Regions from separate parts of the Mus musculus genome. Here regions 1 and 2 are each linked to region 3. The links are chromatin contacts, called in public HiChIP or PLAC-seq and promoter capture Hi-C maps. All regions are on one chromosome and are shown on one strand. The core of a region is the stretch at or near the end of the contact, and the rest is flanking DNA. Distances in the headings are between cores, read along the strand shown.

Region 1 (2,700 bases), core at 44-2,543, 1.0 Mb after region 3:
GTTTGTCCACTGGATGAGAGCGGATGTCCTGAGGACAGGGCTACTTGTGGGGCCCTTGGAAGGCAAGAAGAAAACAACTGAACTTCCAGGGGAAGTTGTGCCCAAGGTCAAGTGGCAGGTCTGTGGTATAGAACCCAGGCCTCCTGAGTTACAGGCTGCCACACCACCCTGGGTACCAGAGGTTGTCCTCGGCTAACTGCCTCTCTACTGAGCTGGCATAGAAGCAGATTACAGGAGGCCAAGCAAGAGAGGGACAGGGCCCAGCTGGGGTCCCTGACCTCAACACCTCTGCCACTCTGTCTCTGTCCCAGAGGACTTGGGCAACTCCTTTATGCTGTCCATCAGACTGTGACTTGGACGTGTGTATTACATGTCATGCAAACAAAGGTTCGTGCCTGGCTTCAAGCTTATTAGTGTGTGTGTAGGGAATACAGGCAAAATGTGTTAAGAACCCAGCTTAGGGTTGTCTTCTCATGTGACAACAGGGTTTACCAGGAAGTATTCCCATAATTTGATACACTGGGAAGTCCCTGGGCCACAATGTGACCTGAGGCAAAATGACTCCACAATCCCCAGTGGTAAAGTTCCAGTGTGGACAGCTGTTGGGCTCAGCCAGGGCCCAGTGCTAGGCCAGGAGAACAACTGCCTCTCTAGGCCACCACCCTGAGCCACACCAGGGAGAGAGAGCTGACCGAACAGACTCAACTTCAAGCTGGCAGGTGCCCAACCCTGCACCAAGTGGCTCAAATGCAGTGAATTCTCAAATGGTTTCTCCCTAGCCCCGCTAACAAGTGAATAAGAAACGGGAAAAATAAGACTTTAAAAAAAAAAAAAAGACCCAAAACTTATACTCTTTAGTCAGTTAGGCCAACTACATTTTGACAGGTTGCTAGCCTGAAAGGATTAATCGCACTCAGCCTGTGGAAGGAGTGACACAGACCCCCGGAGGTGTCAGGTCCCCAAGCCAGGGCCTCCCATCTCCCTTCCCCGGTGGCTCCGCCCCGTGCCACACCCGGGCATGACCACTACCCACAGCCAAGGGAAAAGGGCCGCGGGTCGGGGATGGGAGCCCACCCAGCACCCCCTGTCCTACTGGGCGGCGACACGAGCCCTAGAGGATCCTACCTCGAGGCCCGGGCGCCGTCCCCGCCGCGCAGGGGTTCCGGGCTGGCCATGGCTGCGCGACCCCGGGCTCGCCCGGAGTGTTATTAATAGCCAACGCCGTCGGCGATTGTGCCGGTGCCGGCGCCCGCCGCACTGCCAGCTGCAGCGGACACCAGATCCCGGCGGCCCGGGCGGGACGCGCCCACTTGGCCGGACGATTACCCGCGGGAGGAGGGCGCGGGCCCCGCGGCCCTGGGGGCGGGGAGAGGGTGGGAGGGGATGGGGTGGGGTGGGATGAGGGGGCGGCCCAGCGGCACTTCGCGAACCTTCCTTTCATCTCTCCACCTTTCCTTCTGGCCCTGGTTGCATGGTGAGGAGAGGAGGGGGCTGTTCGGTCCCAGGGGAGCTGCCCCCCGAGTTCAATGAAGGCGGGAGGAAGATTTACTGGTGGGGTACCCAGAGGGATCCAGCGCCCCTCGTGTCGGCGCCTTGCGATCCCCACCCACGCAAGGGCTTGGAGCCGGGTCATCTTCTTGGTGGCCTGCAGCTGTCATGAGGGGGTGGGGCAAGGCGCCTGCTGGAGAGGGGGGGGGGTGGTTAACTGCCACACCCCATGCGTCTGGGGACAGCTGGGGGCCACGGCTGAGGAAGAACGGCTTAAGGCAATAAAGTTGAGTCTGTTTAATTCAGGTTTCTTCCCCTCGCCCTGGAAGGTTTCTTGGGGTCTTCTGAGAGGTCGATTTGTCGCTCCTGCTCAGTCACTTCTGTTGTGTTTCAAGGCACGCACCCACCCCTAAGTCTTCGACCCTCCGGTGTCCTAGTTAGACTTCCACACTGAAGGCACCCTCCCCCTCCCCCCAGGACGAGCTGCTGGACCCCTTCCCAAACCTGAGCCCCAGGCATTCTTTCTCTGAATACTTTTTCCCACTCAGTCCCCGAGTCAGGGAGGGAGGAGGGCTTTGATTCAATCGCAGAAGAATGCTGTGCACCTAGCGGCCAGGGCCAGAAGGCTGTACTCCGTTTAATCAGATCTTAGAGCATCCTATGGGATGGCGAATGAGGACTGATGCCCGGGTGTTGTTGACTGGGTAGCTTGTGCGTTGTGATCCTTGTGCCCACAGCTGGGAACATCTGGCGAAGGTTCTGTGTGTGCAGCAAGAGATGGGTCTAAGGTTGTATCCCCAGTGTGACTTCCTTCCAGTCCTGGTCCTGGGTGGTCGTGTGGAAGTGCAGCTCTATGATGTGAGAGCAGGGTGATTGTGCCAGGTGTGATCATCCTGAGGGGAAGTGGGTGCTGGCTGCAGACTACGGAGCAGGTGTATAACCATGTGTGACTGTATGCCTGACTGGGCTGCCATGTGCCAGTGTGGCAGCTGAGGGGTAGGGGTGGCTGTGGCTGTGCACACTCTGGGAGTGTCTCCCGGAGCTGTGTTTTTTGCATCTTTTTGTAGACTGCAAGAGGGAGGAATCCAAAAGCCCAGAGCAACCCAATATACCCATGTAAGGTCTATAGAAGAGGAGATTTGGAGGCAGCTGGTCATTTTCTGACTTAGCCCTGAAATATTCCAGGGGAGGATGTTGGCAGACCTCCGGGCT
Region 2 (2,700 bases), core at 194-2,693, 1.6 Mb before region 3:
ATACTCTCATGCCAGCTGGTTCGCTCTGTAAGAACAAAAATGAGAAATTGTCTTTGTGAATCGAATCCAGGATTCATAAACATTTTATCGAAGTCTTGTTCTCAGCAAGGAGAGTCTTTTAAGTGTCAATTATTCGAAATCTAGACAGCTTTGAGAACCTGCTGGTTCATTTGCCATTCATACTAAAGTGTATGTCTTCTCAAATGTCAATTACTACTGGTCTCATTGGACCAAACACAAAGTCGAAAAAAACAAAACAGGCAAGAAATAAACACAGCAAAAACCAAGGGTTCCCCTAACACCCAAGGTTTAGTGCTTCCGACGCCGTTCCGGTGCTTAATGCCTTTCAAGTCCTACCTAATAATTCTCAGCTCCCAAGCAAAAGATGCTCGTACAATCTCTAGGCATGACAACTCACCCGTTTTCCCCGAACCTGGTAGTCCCTGCTAGCCTTGCTTCGCCAAAGCAGATTAGAAATACAAGCCCAGATTGTACGGGGAAAGCTGTTAAGTAGGCAATTTGGAGATGTGTCTCCACTTGCACCAGCAGCCGACGCAGACCTGGCCAGGATGGCCCTTACCCACTCAAAAAATCCTACGACAGCAATCATTTTCCGGCAAGTTGGAGAGCCGAAACCACAACGTGGAAAACTCTGTAAGGACTCCCCAAGATAACGAGCTAGGACTTTAATTTACTCTCGGAAAGGGAGCGGTCAAGGCTTGAAGCGCGGCAAGCCAGTACTTTCGAAACTGTCACTGCACTACAAAAACTAGTGTCTCCCGCCCAAAGTGTGGCACGCGAAAAAGCCAGAGCTCCAGTCCTCAGAAACACACGCCGGGAAGCCTCTGGCCGGTCAGGCTGGGGAACGGGGAGAAGAGGGCCGGAACCCTCATCTGCTCCTGGCAGCCCCAGAGCGGGAAAGGGCCGCCTCGGACCCATAGTCCAGCGACGGAAACCCAGGCCTCCCCGGCGCCCGGAGCCCCAGTCTAACCCGGGCCTCCGTCCCCATTATCCCGCCACCACCCCCGCCCGCGCAGGCGCAGTGGGAGCCGGGCCTACCCGCGCCCCCGAGGCACCGCCGCCATGGCGGAGCGGAGGAGGCCGGCGGCGGCTTAGCGCCCAGCGAGCGCCGCGCTCGCGTCCCCGCGGCCTCCTAGCCACAGCCGCGGCCCTGTCAGCCCCCCGGCCGGCCCCTCCGCCGCCCTCCTCACCCGTTCTTCAGATCCACCTCCAGGATCTTCCCGTAGCCCTTAAAGAAGCGCTCCACATCGCGCTCCCGGGCCTGGTAGCTCAGGCGGCCGATGTACACCCGCGGCATTCCGGCGGCGGCAGCTGGCCCCGGCCCCCCTCAGGCGGCGGCCGGCGAAGGGAAAACGCGGCGGCGGCGGTAACGGGCGGGCGGCGGGACGGACGCAGCCGAAGCCCGGCGACGTACGCGAGCACGCAGCTCGAGAACGCGCGCCCCCGTCTCCCTACCCCCCCCCCCCCGGCGGAGGGGAACGGGAGGGAGCGCGCGCCCGCTTCCCGCCTGGTCAGGGGCGGGGGCGGGGCTTTACTGGAGGCGCGCCGGCGCGGGGCGGGACCTGGCCGAGTGAGCGACAGCTGCAGCACGTCCTCTCGCGAGCTCGCCGTGGCAGCGGCACTTCCCCCGGAAGTGCCTGCGCGGGTGCGCGCCGAGCGGGTGTTCCCGCCTTTGTCCTTTGCTCTGGTAGACTTTCTGTTTTGGGGTGGTTTTCGGTAAACGTCCCTGTGGGAAGTTAGTGGATCCATGACCTTGGGCCCATTTTCCTTTCTCTCGGATCTTTGAGTCTCTTTTATCTTCCTTGTACTTTCAGGGTTGTCTCTACAGTGTCGATACTAGGTATGTAAAAGTGTTCCAATAATTGGTTCGGTATTATTTTGCGGTGTTGTGGATCGAACTCAGGGCCATACGGATGTTAACAAGTGCCCTATCTCTGAGTTACATCTCAGATTTAATTTTTATTTTTTAAAGCACTGACTGCCAGAGGTCCTGAGTTCAATTGCCAGCAACCACATGGTGGCTCACAACCATCTGTAATGGGAATCGGATGCCCTCTTCTAGGGTGTCTGTCTAAAAACAGCTACACTGTACTCATACACATAAAATAAATCCTTAAACAAAAAAGTTCTGACTGTCCTAGAAATAGCCCTGTAGACCAGGCTGGCCTGAAACTTTGCCTGTCTGCCTATTGGCTGGGATTAAAAGCATGTGCCAAACTATGTCCGTTCAGTTTAGTGCCTTGTAGTTAGATTAAGCACGACAGAAAATTACTATTTTCTTTTTTTGTTTATTCATTTTGAGAAAGGGTTTTTCTGTATATCCCCGGCTGTCCCGGAACTCCCTCTGTGGACCAGGCTGGCTTCAAACCTGCCTGCTTCCCAAGTGCTAGAGTTAAAGGTGTACCCCATCTCTGCCAGCTCAGAAAAAATTTCTAACCTGCAAGATTATAATCTATAGATGTCCAGTGTATTGCCAAAATAACCAAATGTAATGAACTGTGCTGGGGCATGTGGGTGCTCAGTAATGAAAGGTTCCTTTTCAGCTTTGCCCAGGAATCACTGAGGGGTTTAGTCTCTTTACTGCATTTCCACTTTAACTGATGTGCTGGGTAAAGTTTTCTCTTCTGCATCTTCTGCTTTCCTTTCTAGAGGCAGTTTCTTAAGTATTCCTTTAGAAGT
Region 3 (2,700 bases), core at 60-2,559:
TTTGGAAGGCCGAGATGGCAGGTTACAAGATCAAAGCCAACCTGGGGAAGTTAGTGAGAACCTGTTACACAGAGTAAAAAGAGGGTGTGTGTGTGTGTGTGTGTGAGTGGGGAGTATAACTCAGCAGTAGGGGGCATGCACAAGGCTCTAGTTCAGTCTTCAAAAAGAAATCCTGGGCTTTCCTATGAGGCGATGAGCTCATGTGTCCCAAGCTGTCTTCCTATTAAGTAAATCATGGGACTCTTCCTTTCTTTTTTTTTTCAAGACATGGTTTCTCTGTGTAGTCCTGGCTGTCCTGGAATTCTCTCTGTATAGACCAGGCCTAGAACTCGGGAGATTCACCTGCCTCTGCTTCCCAGAGTGCTGGTTAAAGGCGTTGTGTCACCGCCCACACCACACAATTTCCCCAGCCCCAAGCCACACTCTCCCTTCATAGCTCTTCACCTTTCTTCTGACACCCTCTGCTCGATCCCAGGCTTTCTTCACCCTATCCCCAGCACTGATCCGGTGGCCGACTGGTGCGGCCGGGAAGCCTATGTGTAGTGGTCGTCTTGCCCTGCTCTAGCAGCAGCGTCTCCGACTGATCCCAGGGGTGGCTGCACACACTGTAGGTGAAGGTCAGGCTGGTGAGAACCAGGGCATCTTCCAGAGAGAGGCCTCTTCACTACCCCAACATGGAGGGGTAGGGCTTGTTGCTGACTGCCTGGCTGTATCTTCACCTCTTCCCAGATGGAATTCACTGATTTTCTTTAGTCTTCCTCCAGGCTCTGTACACTCCTATCTGCTCTATTCCCTTTCGGAATTCAATTTCTGGACCACCATGCTCCTCTTTGCCTTCTCCTGCGGCCAGCCTCCCGCCCTTCTTTCCCTCCCCTTTCCACCTCCGGATCACCTACACTGCTTCCTAGAAAGCCTCCCATCCCGGACCTCTGCGGCCACAGCTGCCTCTACCCTTCCCCTCCAGCTACGAGGCTCGCCAAGCTTGGACCGCGACACCCCCCTCCCAGGAGGCCGGGGTGGGGTGGGGTGGAGTGGAGTGGCTTCAGCCCAGGCCACCCTCCGCACCTCAGTATTCCCTGTCTGGACTGGCTAGGAGCTTGCGGGAGGCACATGGGGGCACTCCCCCTGGGAGCTCAGCGCCAAGACCGCCTTGCCGGCCCTCCTGACCCTAGATCCTGCGCCGTTCGTTCGCTCACCGAGTGACTTCATGTAGTCATCAAAATTCTTGCTGTCCACTAGCTTCCAGGTACCGACAAAGGCGTCCGCCATGGTGCGATGAGTGAGGAGGCGAGCAGGCACTGAGAACCGCAGCTCCCGGCTGGACAGCCTCTTTAAATAGCCCTCGCATCACATGATGAAAGTGGCCCACACCCCTCGCTCCCGAAATAGGAAGCCGGGGCTTGCACTCCCGCAAAGGGCTGGGGCCCATCCCCCACAGCCCTCCCGTCGCCTACGTCAGCGGCGCCCGCGGTCCTGTTGGTGCCATCTAACCCATCCCTGGCCTGGCTGCGGGGCGCTTCCCGCAACCCAAGTAGAGCATCCCCCGGCCATACTGAAAGGAAACTCGCCCTTGAGCTGGTGCCACGCTGGAGAAACGCCGCTTGATCCTTCTGCCGCCTTGTTTTTTAATTCGCTGTGGTTTTATTCTTATATTGTGTATGCTCGTGTAGGCGTACTTATGGGGAAGGGGTGGGAGACTGGGGCGTTCGTTGTAACTCGCGGGAGTCCCTTCTCTGCTTCCACCGTGTGGGTCCCACGTATCAAACTGGGGTTGTCAAGGCTTGACAGCAAGGGCCTTTACCCAAAAACCCATCTCAACGGTCCTATGTCCTCTTCTTGTAGAAGAGGCTCAGAGGCTCGGAGAGGAATGACGCGGTCGCCGTAAGTAAAAAAGAATTGGAGCCTGGACAGAGAGCATGGTCTAGTGGCCTTTGAGCCCTCTTGCTCCTACCAGACAAGTGGAAAAGAGTTGCCTTGGACACCGCGGATGGCTGAGCTGCCCAGCGCCTCACCTGCTGGCGGAGAACGTGACCTTGCTTCCCTCATGCTAGCCCCACACGTGCTAGCCCCTCCCTGCGGAATGTCTCCCGCCTGCGCCTTTCTCCGCAGTCCCACCCGTCGCCGCTGCCTGAAAGCGCTTCAGGCTTTATTTACTGACCTCTGAGCTTGTGCCAGGGTCGTTCTTCACTCCGCGAAGACAATTTGTCTATTCAGAGGGTTCTTCCGGCCTCGGCCACCTTAACTCCCGGAAAGCCGCGACCCTCTGCTGAAGTCAGTTTTTTCCCCTGACTTCTGCCACTAGACTGCTTGTCACCTTAAAGTACGTTATTAAATAAGACCCGACTATTGATGGTTGTAGCCTACTTCAGGGCATGGTCACACTCAACTTTTTCGTTGGTAGGTGGTATCATCCCCTTTTTACAGGTGAGTAAGGGAACCTCAGTGGAGCCTATTCCTTAGTTCAGCAGTTTCTGTTTAATTATTACCAAGTCAGCATCTCAATGTGTAGCAGGGGTTGACCTTGAACTAAAGATTCTCCTGCCTCTGTCTCCTGGGTTACAGCTGTGTGCCGCTGCTCTGGCTTGAGCCAACAGTTAATACGGCACCTGCACCTGGAGGCAAGAGATTCCTGAGTTGGGGGCCAGTCTGAGCCAAGGCAAGATACTCTCTCAAAGTAAGCTCCTGGTTTGTGCGGGCCCT

What was found. Promoter capture Hi-C pulls out the DNA fragments that hold promoters and counts their contacts. HiChIP or PLAC-seq counts read pairs in DNA pulled down with a chosen protein or histone mark.
Region 1: a contact with region 3 is called in a promoter capture Hi-C map of liver, with 4 times the contacts expected there. The contact joins the promoter of Sync here to the promoter of Fabp3 in region 3. A contact is called at or near these places in 3 of 39 promoter capture datasets (liver and neutrophils).
Region 2: a contact with region 3 is called in an H3K4me3 HiChIP or PLAC-seq map of embryonic forebrain, with 4 times the contacts expected there. The contact joins the promoter of Srsf4 here to the promoter of Fabp3 in region 3. A contact is called at or near these places in 1 of 39 promoter capture datasets (embryonic stem cells) and 1 of 115 datasets of contacts at active chromatin or transcription factors (embryonic forebrain).

The regions. Positions count from the first base shown.
Region 1 is chr4:129,286,214-129,288,913 of GRCm38.p6, reverse strand. It overlaps Sync (syncoilin), which reads right to left and starts at 1,293. Exons shown (of 5, transcript NM_023485.3): 1 at 1,126-1,293. The coding sequence starts at 1,175.
Region 2 is chr4:131,872,382-131,875,081 of GRCm38.p6, reverse strand. It overlaps Srsf4 (serine and arginine-rich splicing factor 4), which reads right to left and starts at 1,443. Exons shown (of 6, transcript NM_020587.2): 1 at 1,212-1,443. The coding sequence starts at 1,318.
Region 3 is chr4:130,307,347-130,310,046 of GRCm38.p6, reverse strand. Fabp3 (fatty acid binding protein 3, muscle and heart) reads right to left here and starts at 1,309. Exons shown (of 4, transcript NM_010174.2): 1 at 1,197-1,309. The coding sequence starts at 1,269. Gm10570 (a long non-coding RNA gene) reads left to right here and starts at 2,342. Exons shown (of 4, transcript XR_868203.3): 1 at 2,342-2,424; 2 at 2,563-2,700.